3 separate regions of the Mus musculus genome follow, and all the other regions are linked to region 3. Evidence: chromatin contacts called from public HiChIP or PLAC-seq data. All regions are on one chromosome and are shown on one strand. The core of a region is the stretch at or near the end of the contact, and the rest is flanking DNA. Distances in the headings are between cores, read along the strand shown.

Region 1 (4,308 bases), core at 679-3,178, 870 kb after region 3:
CCACTTTCCATGAAGCAATGAGTAACTGGACTTGGGTCTATTGGATGAAGACTTAGTTCTTATTCCTTTTGAAAATATATCTCATCTGATGCTCAATATTGTCTTCACCAGCTGACCTGTGAGGGCACAGGCTTTTAACCCCAGCATTCGGGAGGAGAGGAAGATCAATCTCTGTGAGTTTGAGGTCATCCTAGTCTACAGAACCAGTTCTTTGACAGCCAAGGCTACAAAAAGAAACTGTCTTGAGAAAAAACACACATACACACCTAATTAATTAATTAATTAATTAATGTTTATATATATGTATATACATACATACTTGTGTGTTTATATATATATGTGTATATATATATATATATATATATATATATATATAACTCTTTTGCACTTTTCTCAGTAATAGTCATGTATATACTGTTGTATATTTGCATTTTTCAACTGATCAGAAACTGTTGTAGAAAAATGAACGAATGGTTAATGATTTTCATTGTAGTATATGATGGTGCATTCAATGAGTTGACATCTAGACTTGAATATAGAATTAAGTGTCCCATGGGGAAATGGAGAGACTTTGTTTAGATATTCTGCCTGGTGCTGTTGAGCTGGTCCTGGGTTTAATATGTCTGTGTAGATTTTAAAAGCTGGAGAGCTAAACTCAAAGGACACAGTGTTTAACATGAAACATCAGAGATAAATACAGGGCATGCTAGCAAGAAGACTCTCCTCAAGTTTGAAGAAAACTTTGTGCAGGAATTTGCAATGAATGAGATCTGGTCTGAGGCTAAAAAGCACAGAGACTTCTGTGCTATGATTACAGATCTTTTGAGCAGGTTGATATAGAAAAGCAAATTCATTTCCCTAAAAACTCTCTACACTCACTCCTGGAGCTTTAACGGTCCTGTAGAACAAATGCACATGTCCATATATTTAGTTTATTTCTGTTACTCTTCCTGTATCCTGTTTACACCATAGTATGTAAAGCAAATTGTATAGTGGTATATGCAGAGATGAGATTTGAGAATGACAAAAAATACAAAACAATAAAAACAAACAATAGTGAGAGGAAATTGTTTTCCAAAAGTCCAGCCTCCCCGAATAGATTAAAATGAATACCTATTTTGGGCTTGTTTTGAAAAGTGAACCTCTCCCCTTGTACTTACCTTCCCCTGCATGCAGTTTTGCCCTTGGTAACCTTTTTATGGCACAGACTCCTACAGCTGAATCTTCTTTTCCTTTATATTTCTTACCTAGTGTCTGTATATGATGAATCATTGTTTTCCTCAATTTAGGAAGGCAATGTTCTGATGACTGCTACAAGTGTTTACTTAGATTGCCATCCCTCAGTGTACTTTTGAAGGAATCCCTGTACCCATAGATGTGTACATGATCTAAAACCTGTAGCAACTTGCAAGGCTAGTGATGATGGAGAATATGGGACACAGAAGAATTTAAGGCATTCAAATTTTGCTTTTAGTTAATTTTCCTTGTTATATTCATAATAGATCAGTTCATCTTAGTGGCTAGCAATGCAAGATTCGAAGGTGAGGCTATGAACACTATACTGCATGTGTGAGATGCAAACTAAACAGACACCTCTACTATTTTTCCTGACTATTGGAAATACCACCATACAGTTGTCTACCATACATGAAGATCCTGTGTTACTGTTGGAAACACAGACATGTATACATTCATCATGACTTCCTGCCATGAATGTGGGAGACACAGTGTCATAAATTGCATTTCACAGATGTGGTTAAAAACCACACTATTATAAACATGTGGCTGAAATTAAAGTTTTTTTTCTTCAGTGCTTTCTTTATTTCTTTATCTTATCTTGGTCTTGTCTTGTATTGACTCTGTGGCCTGGTTAGGCTCAGTTCTGAATTGTGAGACCATTGTCATATGCTGGGCTAAGCTCCATGGTCCAGATTACTGTGTGTGGGGCCTAAATTCCATTTCAGTGAAGCTAAACGATCATATATCTTTGTTGACTATAGTCTTTTGGGAAAGTGAAATGTAGGGAAGAAACAGGATTTCATTCTTTATCTTTGGAGCTCCAAAGAGTCAACATCCATTTCTGGTGGTGAGGCGTGGGTGTGGAGAACGAATCCATGCTGCTACACTGAAAAGTAAAACAGAAAAGAACTGGATCTATTTTGGAGTCCTAAATAAAATTCTTTGGCTAATAGCATGCTTTTATCTTTGCTTGGCACTTTGTGTTTATTAATCAAATGGGTGGAACTAAAAATTGCGAGGAAGAATGAGTCACTCTCGAGTAATGCTTTTTTACTGTCATTTTAAAGTTGCTAGTTAAAGGCTTTCTCAAGAGTCAGATGAAAATCATCACAGACTGCATGATCGGTTTGTGAGAATTCTGTAGAAAACGCCAGTCCCTGGAGACAGAAGCAGAGTAATATTCTGGTGCTGAAGTTGGAAACGGAGAGTGACTGAAAATGGCATAAGGTTTCCTTGCAGAGACATCAAACTGTTTTACAATTAGATGGTGGTGATGGCTGTATGACAATAAAGTTACTATAACTGAATGGCATGCTTAAAATTAGCAAATGATATGGTATATTAAAAAGATGATTTGAAAAAAAAATAATGAAAACCAAAATAACTCATCAAGCAGTGAATGCCACAGACAGGCAAGCCAGATAGATTCTAACCAAAAAAAATGGAGGATAAAATGCTAGTTTCGACAATAATCTATCCAGGTAAGTAGCAATGTTTAGGTTTTTGTTTTCATGAGCAGATTCTGGACAATTTAGCATCAGCTTTCAGTGTAAAGGGACCTCTAGTCAAGAGCTGTGAGTTATAAATTTGAGTTGTTCTTGACAGTGAAAACAATGCGACAAAACGATCTGGAAATACTTTATTAATACGGTCTAAATGTAATGTATAGCAAAGGTATCTATCACCTAGTTATGAATAAGAATTTGTAGGGCTAGTGAGAGGTCCCAGTGGTAAAAACAAACAAACAAACGAACAAAACAAATAAACAAACAAAGCAAACTTGCTGTATAAGCATGAGAATAGGAGAGTTGATTTCCAGCTCCCGTGTAAGTGCTGAGAAGTTCTCGCAGCCACCTTTCATTCCAGTGCTTGGAAGGTGGAGACAGAAGATCCCTGAATTAAGAGGGTTAGCTAGACTAGCTGAATCAGCAAGCTCTGAGATCAAGGGAGAGACTATGTCTTAATATGTAAGGTGAGGAGTTATTAAAAACCATCCCTCACATCAATCTCTGTCACCCACATACACTCACACACTTGTGCTCACAATATATAAATAAATGTACACACACACACACACAGAGACACATGCCTCAAAATGTATATTCTATTTTCATATACGCAGCATATAATATTTGTTTGTCTTTAAGCAATCACATTATGGTAAGGCTTCATACATAAGCTATTCATGGTGATAAAGTTCTTGGATTGTTCAGGACTGTCAAGGCAGGTAACACTTTGCTACCTCGATTGGTTTTCATGGGTGCCATTGGGCTTGTTCTCTGTGAAGCACTCTGTGCAGACTGGTGATCATGATCTGCCCAAACCTGTAGACCTGTGATCTGAAGTTCTAAAGCACAGTTAGATTGCTTTTTACAAAATGGTTATTTTCTGAGTAGGTGAAATGCATTTGAGGTAATGAAGTTTCTTCTGGGCTTCTGAGTAACTTTAATAGCAATGAATTCAGATGAAGTAGGTCCTTTTCCTACCTTCTGAAGAGGGTAAAGCCATAGAGGTATCAATCTGTGGAAGAAAAAAAATCATAAGTCAGATTTCTATTTATTAAAAGGCAGAGGTTTTATTCCTCAGAGTTTTACTTGAGAAAATAAAATAAAACCAAAGTCCTAGAATGACTACATACATCAAGGATTCAGAGCTTCATCATTGTTCTTAAAAGCAAGTTTGATAGGGTGCACACACTTGCAAGGGTTTTAATGGTAGATAAACAGGATAATGCATAGATGAACACTGGAGAATCTTGATAGAAGAATGTAAGGAAAGATCCCGAGAAAGCCTAGGAATTTTGTGTACTGAACATCAACATAAAACCTGGAGAAAGTTGTGGTAGAGGCTGAGAGTTTGGACTGATGACTTTTAAGATTCACCAGTTTTACAAGTGGTGTGTATGTGTGTGTGTGTGTGTGTGTGTGTGTGTGTGTGTGTGTGTGTGTGTGTAAAGGAATTTATAATATACCACATTATACCAAATGCATTTATGAGTGTAGTTTTCTATCTCTGCATATTACATTATTCCTCATTGCTGTTTGTAACAGAAGACACTGAAATACTTAC
Region 2 (4,335 bases), core at 597-3,096, 750 kb after region 3:
TTTCTCAAAATGATAACTTAATGTATAGCATACAGTAGTGGCTTATTACATTCATAGCAATTGGAAATACATTCTGCTCAAATTGATAGAAACTTAAGGAACAGCAACTGAAGAAATTTCTACTGCCTAAATTTCTACTGTCCCTAAAAGTTTCATAATAATAGATATTGTATACAATTGTATTCCTTGCTTTGCCTTCAGTGCCTGAGCAGATCAGAACCCAGGGTTGTTCACTAAACAGACATTGCTAGGAAAAAATTTATTGATAATCCAGCTCATGGATGGTAATTTTAAAATCCAAATCTCATGGGAGTTCAAGATAGCCCCACTAGTTATATTCGAAGCCTCTCCATGAAAGGTGGTCCAAATGAGCTATATGATTGTGACTGATGCTCAGCAGTTATTAAAAGTAGTTAATTCTCTTTTCAAGTTAATATAATTTAAGCAAACTCTTGGAAAGAGTCAGCTATGGTATACTCTTTGAAAGATCAACAATTCCGGTCAATGGCTAATATAATGAATTGAAATTATCATTTATTCTATTCCTGTTCCTTCTCTCATATGTCCTTTATTCAGCTGAGATCCAACCTAAATACCTAGCTAGTGAACTTGTCTGTTACTAGACTGGCAGATATCAGAACAGAGGAGAAGTGTTGATTGGTAGGTGAGAGATATAAGTTTAAAAACAAAACAAAACAAAACAAAACACAAAACCAGGAGCTGATTTCACAGTGTAGAAGTAGAATTACCTTTTTATTTCACTCTCTTGAGGGAAAGAAAATATTTCCTCACTATTTTGGTTCAGTTAAATCCTAAAACTGCAGTGTGATGGCTGAAATTCTTTATTAATTTACTTCTGCTCTGTACTTAGAAATAAAGAACTAAGCCTTTAATTAGCTTAACAACAAGGTTCATGTATTTTTTATTCTCTACTTGAACATATGTCATTAAGATATATAGATGTAGATATAGATATGCATTATAGGTATAGGTGTAGACATAGATGTAGATTACAAGTATAGGTATATTGTGTTAGTTATGTGAGGTGCTTGCCATGGAGCATGTGCAGGCGTGTGAGGACGGTTCTGCCATGCTTCCTCCATTCCTGTGGGTTCCAGGGTCAAACTCAGCAGGTCAGGCTTTGAATCCCAGGGGCAAGTTTCTTTATCTGTTAAGCGTTATCATCATCTCTAATTTAGTATTGCTCTTTCCTGTAGAAGGATTTAGATGGATATTGATGTATAACAACGCTGCTTACCGATATAATAATTCAAGTGTCAGAAAACCCTTTGTTGTTAATATATAAATTATTATCTAATTATATTTTCCTACTATAAGAAAATAATTCTCTGAGTGACTTGGACAATGTAAAGTTGGGGGAAAATTTCTATCCTTAACTTTGGGAATAGATGTCGGTAATTCCAGTGAGGCTTCCAAATCCAGATGACCCAGTTCATTTTATTTCAGGGCAATGAGCAGATGGTGAATGTTCTCAGTCTATCTGGCATTAACGTGCACTCTGTCACCATAAGACTTAACAGTGGCAGATGGCAGTTATGTTAGCAAACATTCAGTTGTCCCTGCTCCATTCTGCCCTTAGGACCGAGGAAGGCCCAGCCATGGCTCAAAGCTGAGTCTCCACTAATCCTGAGGAGAGAATGTCAAGCCACCGGAAGCCCTCACTTATGTGAGCTTTCCGGGCAGCAGGTACAGCTGGGCCCTCTTCAAAGGCTTGTGGATGCCCTGGCCTCCGTGTGAAATCCTTTCAACTATCCAGTGACATCCCAGGACCTGGCTGAACAAATCTATGGGATGGGTGGGGTTTCTCACCCTCTGTGGAAAGTTGCCCGGATATTTAAGGACAGCCTTTCTTGGCCTCTGTGGACTTTGCTGAATAGTAATGCAATGAGCCATCTTTAGCAGAGTGTTTTTCAATAACATGAGTCACTAGATGGTTTTGGTTACTGAATGAAAACATTAAGAAAATCCTGTGATTTTCACACCCACCCCCAACCCAAGGACACTCTCTACTTTCTGGAATCTAGGTGGGAATATGTCACATGGGATTCTGCAAAGTTGTTGGTGACATCCTAATTGCAGCATACCTGGTATAAGATGACAATAGCTCTTATTATTTTTTTAAAGTAACTGAATTACTACATCAGTAAATTAAGACTATGAAGATACTGTCTTGAGAAATGTTCAAAGTCTGACAGAATCTATAATGTCCATTTGTTTTAGGATCTTGCAAAGTACATTCTATAGTAACACATTTAGGAAATGCATTCAAAGAATGTCTGAGAGACTATCAAACCATTTATCTCTGCTTTATGGGCAGATACTTTTCACGTATAAGATTTTACATTTCTAATCGTTTGAACAACCTCTTTTGACTCTGCTAGCTCTTAATCCTAAGCAGATCAGATGGGCAAAGCCTAACCAAGACAAAAGCAACTGATAGCTTAAATTGCACACATTCAGCAATGCAGACTTGTTACCAACAGACCTCTGAGCTATGCCAGAAAAGACATTAGATCATTCACATCTGAGTTGGGAAATGGAGCTAAAGGGCAATGCTGCAGGCTTATTATTCATTGCAGCTTGAAACATATGTAAGGATAAAGCCTTTCGATCCTGGTCACAGCCTGACTCACCAGCTTACCCATGACTCGTAGCCATAAGCTGCAATCTGTTTCTGGACTCAGGTCCTGCATGACTGGAGTGAAGTGCAAACCTTTTAACAGCTCACACGGCTCTCTCGACACTGGTCATGTTGCTCTGGGTACTTTAACAGTCTATGTGTGCTAGCTTTTAGGAAGTGGAAAGTGGCTGCCTTAAATGTGTTGGCAAAGTATCAAGATGGCTTAGGAGGGAGCAATGTCAGTCTTTGAGCAAAACATTGGGGGTACGTTAGACACACATGTTAGGACAGGTAGTCCTTTTCTAAAGATTTAGATAGCTAAATGTATTGACTAAAACAAGGTGCATTTAGAGGCGTGTTAGAACAAACTTATCTAACCTAATTGGCTCAGGTTGTTTTTTTTTTTTAAATTTCAATGGCACATTCATAAACACATCACAGTCTCATATAGATGTGTATGCATACATATGCACATGTATTTATTTGATTTGTTATTATCTAATATATTTCTTTAAGCCATATTTTCATCTCTAACATGAAACCTGTTGTATTTTATGTGAAATGCAACTTTGATTTCTTAAGTATGAGTACAGAATAACATTCTTTAGTGTGATTTTTTTGTGTAGGAGTATAAATCAAATGGATTCAGATTTCTATAGAACTACATTTTGATTTCCCTTTTTTATATTTTCAGAATTATTTATACGGCTGTCTGAATACTCTGATTTTATTTGCTTTAGGGCCTACCTAAATTTATTTGTGTTAATCTCACAAGAATAATGACAAATGCATCTTTCTTTGGCTTTGAAAGTGGATTGGGAGCTTTTTAAATATTTAAAAGGTAAAGCCACTGGGTTTTAGAGAAGTTATGGACTCTAACATGATAAAGCTCAGAGAACTTGGAATTTCAATAAGGTCATGAAAATAGAGCAGAGCTGCCATTGAATCTTAGTAATCAACAAGAGGACCTGTTTTGGTGTCCCTATAATAAAATATTAAGACAGGGTATATCTGTAGGATTCTAGAATATAAAAGCTGATAGCAGGAGCTAAGAATTAATCACCTACTCAAGTGGCTGTTTCTAAAGTAAGTTACAATAAAAGATGAAATGCAATGGCAAAAAACTTCTTACTTTCCAAGTCTTGAATTTTTTTTCTTTTTAAATCAAGAAACTACATGTCAAAATAAAGTTAGTATTTATACCAGTGTTTTTATAATATTTTCTTATTTTTTGAAATTAATAGTACCATGATCTGCCAATATCTTATGCACAATCTCCCCTTGATAGATCTCAAATTTATAGCCTCTACTTTTAGTTGTTGTTACGTACATACATGCATATATACATACATGTTTATCTCTCTACACATATTTTACAATTTAACAACTATTTATTGTTTTTTTTTTTTTAAAGAAACTCATGAGGACAATGAGAGAATTCTCTCAACTGGGAATTATGTTTCTTTGAAGTATTTTGTTGTTTTTCTTATAGAACACAATTAAATTTTAATTTGAGCACGTAGAAATATACTTAACATTTTAAGTTTGTTAACTTTTGATAATTTCATATTGCATTCAATGAGCTGTGATTATAATAGTCTCCCCTTGGGACTCCATCTTATCACCTCTCAGCTCCGAGGACCACATTCTTCCAACTTTTTACCCTCACAATCCATCCTTCCTTCCTTCCTTCC
Region 3 (4,433 bases), core at 1,925-4,424:
GTCATTGAAGCAGGTAGAAAATAATTACATTACAGAGATGAAGCGAGCCTGCATTCAAACCGCGCGCGCGCATACGGTTGTGCCCTGTACTATCTCGCTCCCATGCTACTGGGTTAGTCATTCGGGCCAAAGATTTCCCTGTCTTCAAGGGCTTAATAAAGTCAGGGCTGTGTCTGTAGAAAATAGAAAATACATCTAACAAGAACAAAAAATGTACAAAGAGCCAAGAGAAGAGTACCCGGCAGATTGTTCATGTTGCAGGGGTGTGTGCTGTATTTCTTCTGACACATGGCCAGTCTTTGGCACTCTTACAGCAGGAGACAGAGCACGCAAATCTGGGGCTTATTCAAGCCCAAGGGAACCCGGAAGGCTAGCCACAAATATGTCAGCAATGGCCAAGGCTGTAGGAGCAAGAGAGGTTCTGGAAGGTTCACTTGGTCCAATTCAGTTTCTGACTTTGAGACCAAAGTTCTAATTCAAGAGTGTCAGAGAGTCTCTCACTGGGTGTTCTAACGGATGGATTGATAGTGGGTACCTGACCCATATGCTAAAAGAGACTCTCGGATTGCAAGGATGGACTTAAAGAATGCTGCGACAAATGACATCAGCCATTGACTGTGGATGAATAGGGGAGGAATCTGGTGCCAGACCAGCATTCTTTTACTTAAAATAGTCCCTCCACTGCAATAGCAGGGCAGGACTACAAGGTCCTGATAATAGCTACGGATTAAGGTAGCAGTTCCAGTTTGTTCCAGTTTTAGCACTGATCGACTGCGTCCTAGAAAATCCCTTAACTTTGGTGCCCATGAGCCAATGTCATAAGATTTTTCTCACTGATAATGGAAAAAAAAAAAGAAGTCCAATCAATAATGATCATTGTTTTTGCCTTGGACGGTTTCAGGATGTGAACATGCGTTTTATTCTGGCCTGTTCAGACTTCTCCGTATTCCCACAGTAACTGACCTCTACCCTCCTCTCGGCAGCTTTACCTGCTGACCTATGAAGTATTGGAAAGGAGCCCTCAAAGTGCCTAGCTGAAGAGCATTCCACACAGGGACAACTTACACAGCTGTGGGCACTGTTAGCACAGAAGTGACACGTGCCGAGGTATCGCTTAGGCCTAAGTCCTGACCTCTGGGGTGCCATGCTAGCTGTAACACTGCCTGCCCCATGGCAAGGCAAAGATGACAGAAGAGGAGGGCATCAGAATACCCAGCCTTGCTCTCCTCTGCTCTCTGGCCCCGTGCCAGGGTCTCCTGGCAGAGAATGAGCAAAAGCAAGTGCAACAGCGGCCCTAGTGGAGGTCAGCGTCCCAGGCCACAGAGCTCGACAGGACAATGCAGAGAACATGGCTAAGAATAACGATTTCAGGCTAAGCTGTCGTTCCTCAGCCGCCATTCTGGTCCCTCTTTTAGCTCCAGAAACACAGGTCCTAAATACAAGGCAAATGGCTTCATCATCTCCCAACCCTGATGGGGATGGAGGCCAATCAGATTCGTTTTTGGAACCTGAACTGCACTATCAGTCGTTAGCAGGGCATAAGGCAGCAAGAGAGGGAAGGAAACAGCGAAAATAAAATAACCCACCAAAGGCCCACATCTGGGCAGGTCTAATCCAATAGTCATGGATTCCTGACCCTGGCCCTCCATCCCCAGGAATCTCCATTGGTTCTGCAGTTGCCTGTTCACTGTGTGTATTGGGCTCCCAGTATAATGAGTTTAAATAGTGCTGCTCTTATTTTGTAGCAACACTTCCCATTTCTCCTTAAGAAAAGGCAAACACATTGGCATACTCAGACACACCATCGTTTGCCCTTGATCAAGGGGATGAACAGCCTCGTGTTTGCTGGTGGAGACTCTCCACATTATACAAGGACTTCAGACCACAAGGTGAGTGTTCCAAGAAGGAAACAACGCTCTCCAAGTGAAATATTAAGGGTAATGGTGAGAGGAATTGCTCCCATCCATACTCATGTCTGGGTTTCCAGAGTCTATATTGGCTGTTGATCTGACCACTTCAGAAGACAGGCTGTCTTCATCAGGGTTTCTATTTCTGCACAAAACATCATGACCAAGAAGCAAGTTGGGGAGGAAAGGGTTTATTCAGCTTACACTTCCCACATTGCTGTTGATCACCAAAGGAAGTCAAGACTGGAACTCAAGCAGGTCAGGAAGCAGGAGCTTCAGACTGCTGTAACAAAATGCCACAAGCTACATGGCTTATGGGTGCAGAAACATACTTTTCACAGTTCAAGAAGGCAAGAGATTCTGAGCTTAATGAGATTCTATATTCCCTGGCTCACAGATAATACAGCTGGTCACCTTGAGTGTTGGGAGGCTCTCTGTTGTCATACCACTAATTCTGTGAGGGCAATGCCTCCCTGAACTAATCATATTCCGAGAGTTCCACCTCTAATGCCGCCATGCTGGTGATTAAGTTTCAGCCTAAGAGTCTTGAGTCTAGGGCTAAAGAGATGGCTCAGTGGTTAAGAGCATTGGCTGCTCTTCCAGAGGTCCTGAGTTCAATTCCCAGAAACCACTTGGTGGCTCACAACCACCTATAAGGGAATCTGATGACCTCTTCTGGCCTGTAGATATATATGCAGCAGAACACTCATACATTAAATAAATAAAATTTAAGAGAGAGAGAGAGAGAGAGAGAGAGAGAGAGAGAGAGAGAGAGAGAGAGAGTCAGAGTCTTGAGTCTACAACCGTTCAGAATATGGAAGCTGGGAGAGAGACTCACTGACAGCAAGTCAAGAGACCATCATAGCTGCCACCTTCTTTAGCCTTCTGTATACATGTCCTCTGGGAGACCAGTAGGAGCTTCAAACAGCCTTTTAGAAGGTTATCCCCTTGCTTTTAGATGATCTTGATAGCAATCTTCCAAGCCTTGGATAAACCGACCAACTCACTAGCCACGCTCTGTAAATGTCCCTATCTCAGGAAACCACAAATTATCTCCTATGTGACTAACCATAACCCTTGTTCATGATAAGGGTTCCTTCTGACTTTCAGGACCAACCCAGAAAGATAGCTTCTGAAATCCGGCAGTGCCCCCTTCTTCCTCATTAAGTGGTCATGGGAAATTCCCCATGACATCAGAGTCATAATTGGAGGGAAAGTTGGGAAGCGGCAAGAAGCCTGAGTCATCTGCTTATGCAAAGAAGTGCCGAAAATAGAGCGGGAGAGGTGAGGAGAGGCGGAGCAACAGCTCGCCCACACATGCGCAGTTCCTTACCCTTAAGTTAGTGTGAAATGATTCCTTAGCGAGCATGCAGTTCCTTACCCTTAAGTTAAAGTGAAATGATTTCTTAGCGAGCCTCCTTTTCACTGTGAGAAAAATCCTCATGAACACAAAAGCTTCAACTTTTTAAAAAAAGATGCTAACAAGGCAATGAGAGATTATCTTAGCATATCTTGACACATTTAAGATAAATATCTTACAGTCTTTATTAAATAAACCAGAAGTCGAGAAGTAGACATATCTAAGATCTGTGTCTAACTGATTTTTCCTAAGAAGTCTTTAATATTTGTGTGTGTGCTCGCGTGCTCATGATCGCTCACACGTTTTCTCCCTGAGAAGTCATAGGAGTGGCTTTATTTTGTGAAATTACAAGTTTTATGCTTACGATATGTATGATTTTGTATATAAGTATTCCATATGACCCAATGAAATGTATTCTCTGTATATGATGACCTTTCTTTAAATATTTCCATAAAACAGAAACTAGATGAGAAAATTTCATGGCATACTGCACAAGGTACTGCATTCTTGCAGCTGAATCACCCAGTCTACCAGAGCTATTTGCTGACTGCTTAGAACACAAGGACTTGCCTTAAATACCACCTACCTATACAGCAGGGAGAGTGAGATATAAAAGCAATAATCCATTCACTAACCAATTATTCACATGGCTAGAGGAGATGACTTGGTCATTAACAGCACTGTCTGCTCTTCCAAAGGTCCTGAGTTCAATTCCCAGCACTCACATGGTGGCTCATAGCTAACTGTCCTGGGATCTGATGCGCTCTTCAGGCATGCAGGAGCACACAGACACACACAAACACACACACAGATAAATAAATGGATCTTTAAAAAACCAAAAATGTATTCACTAAACACCTACGATATGTTAGACAACCATCTAGACAGTTGAGATTCCATGAGTGAGCAATAAGAGACAGAACCCCTCGTCATGTGGAGCTGATTCCTTGTGAAAGGAGACTGTCAATTAACAGCAACCAACAAGCACATTACAAAGTACATTAGAAGGGAATAATAGCTAGTCAGGAAAATAAAGCAGGTAAAAGAGATACAGGGGGCTCTGGGGAGACGGTTGTAGTTTTAAGATGTCTGGCAGCAGTCACCTAGAAAGTGGTCCTTAGGCAAAGCTCTGATAGAGAGGAAATGAACCGTGGCATGGCCGGAGA

Evidence for each region. HiChIP or PLAC-seq counts read pairs in DNA pulled down with a chosen protein or histone mark.
Region 1: a contact with region 3 is called in an HNF4G HiChIP or PLAC-seq map of pancreatic cancer cells. The contact joins two enhancer-like sites. A contact is called at or near these places in 2 of 15 datasets of contacts at CTCF or cohesin (the NIH/3T3 cell line and pro-B cells), 4 of 484 Hi-C or Micro-C datasets (cerebral cortex, cortical neurons and uterus) and 2 of 115 datasets of contacts at active chromatin or transcription factors (fibro-adipogenic progenitors and pancreatic cancer cells).
Region 2: a CTCF HiChIP or PLAC-seq map of the NIH/3T3 cell line shows a contact between it and region 3, with 6 read pairs. The contact joins two enhancer-like sites. A contact is called at or near these places in 1 of 15 datasets of contacts at CTCF or cohesin (the NIH/3T3 cell line) and 1 of 115 datasets of contacts at active chromatin or transcription factors (pancreatic cancer cells).

What each region holds. Positions count from the first base shown.
Region 1 is chr10:98,211,006-98,215,313 of GRCm38.p6, reverse strand. No RefSeq gene overlaps it. Among named protein-coding and RNA genes, the nearest start is that of Gm8633, 140 kb to the left of the region's middle. Within about 2 kb of position 1,928, at least 16 of the 459 cell types and tissues checked have an H3K27ac peak or open chromatin away from gene starts, as enhancers often do. A contact at or near this core is called in the NIH/3T3 cell line and pancreatic cancer cells, where this site is marked.
Region 2 is chr10:98,331,147-98,335,481 of GRCm38.p6, reverse strand. All of the region lies in intron 4 of Gm8633 (predicted gene 8633), which reads left to right. Among named protein-coding and RNA genes, the nearest start is that of Gm8633, 19 kb to the left of the region's middle. Within about 2 kb of position 1,846, at least 82 of the 459 cell types and tissues checked have an H3K27ac peak or open chromatin away from gene starts, as enhancers often do. A contact at or near this core is called in the NIH/3T3 cell line and pancreatic cancer cells, where this site is marked.
Region 3 is chr10:99,080,447-99,084,879 of GRCm38.p6, reverse strand. It overlaps the pseudogene Gm51755. Among named protein-coding and RNA genes, the nearest start is that of Poc1b, 24 kb to the left of the region's middle. Within about 2 kb of position 3,174, at least 52 of the 459 cell types and tissues checked have an H3K27ac peak or open chromatin away from gene starts, as enhancers often do. A contact at or near this core is called in the NIH/3T3 cell line and pancreatic cancer cells, where this site is marked.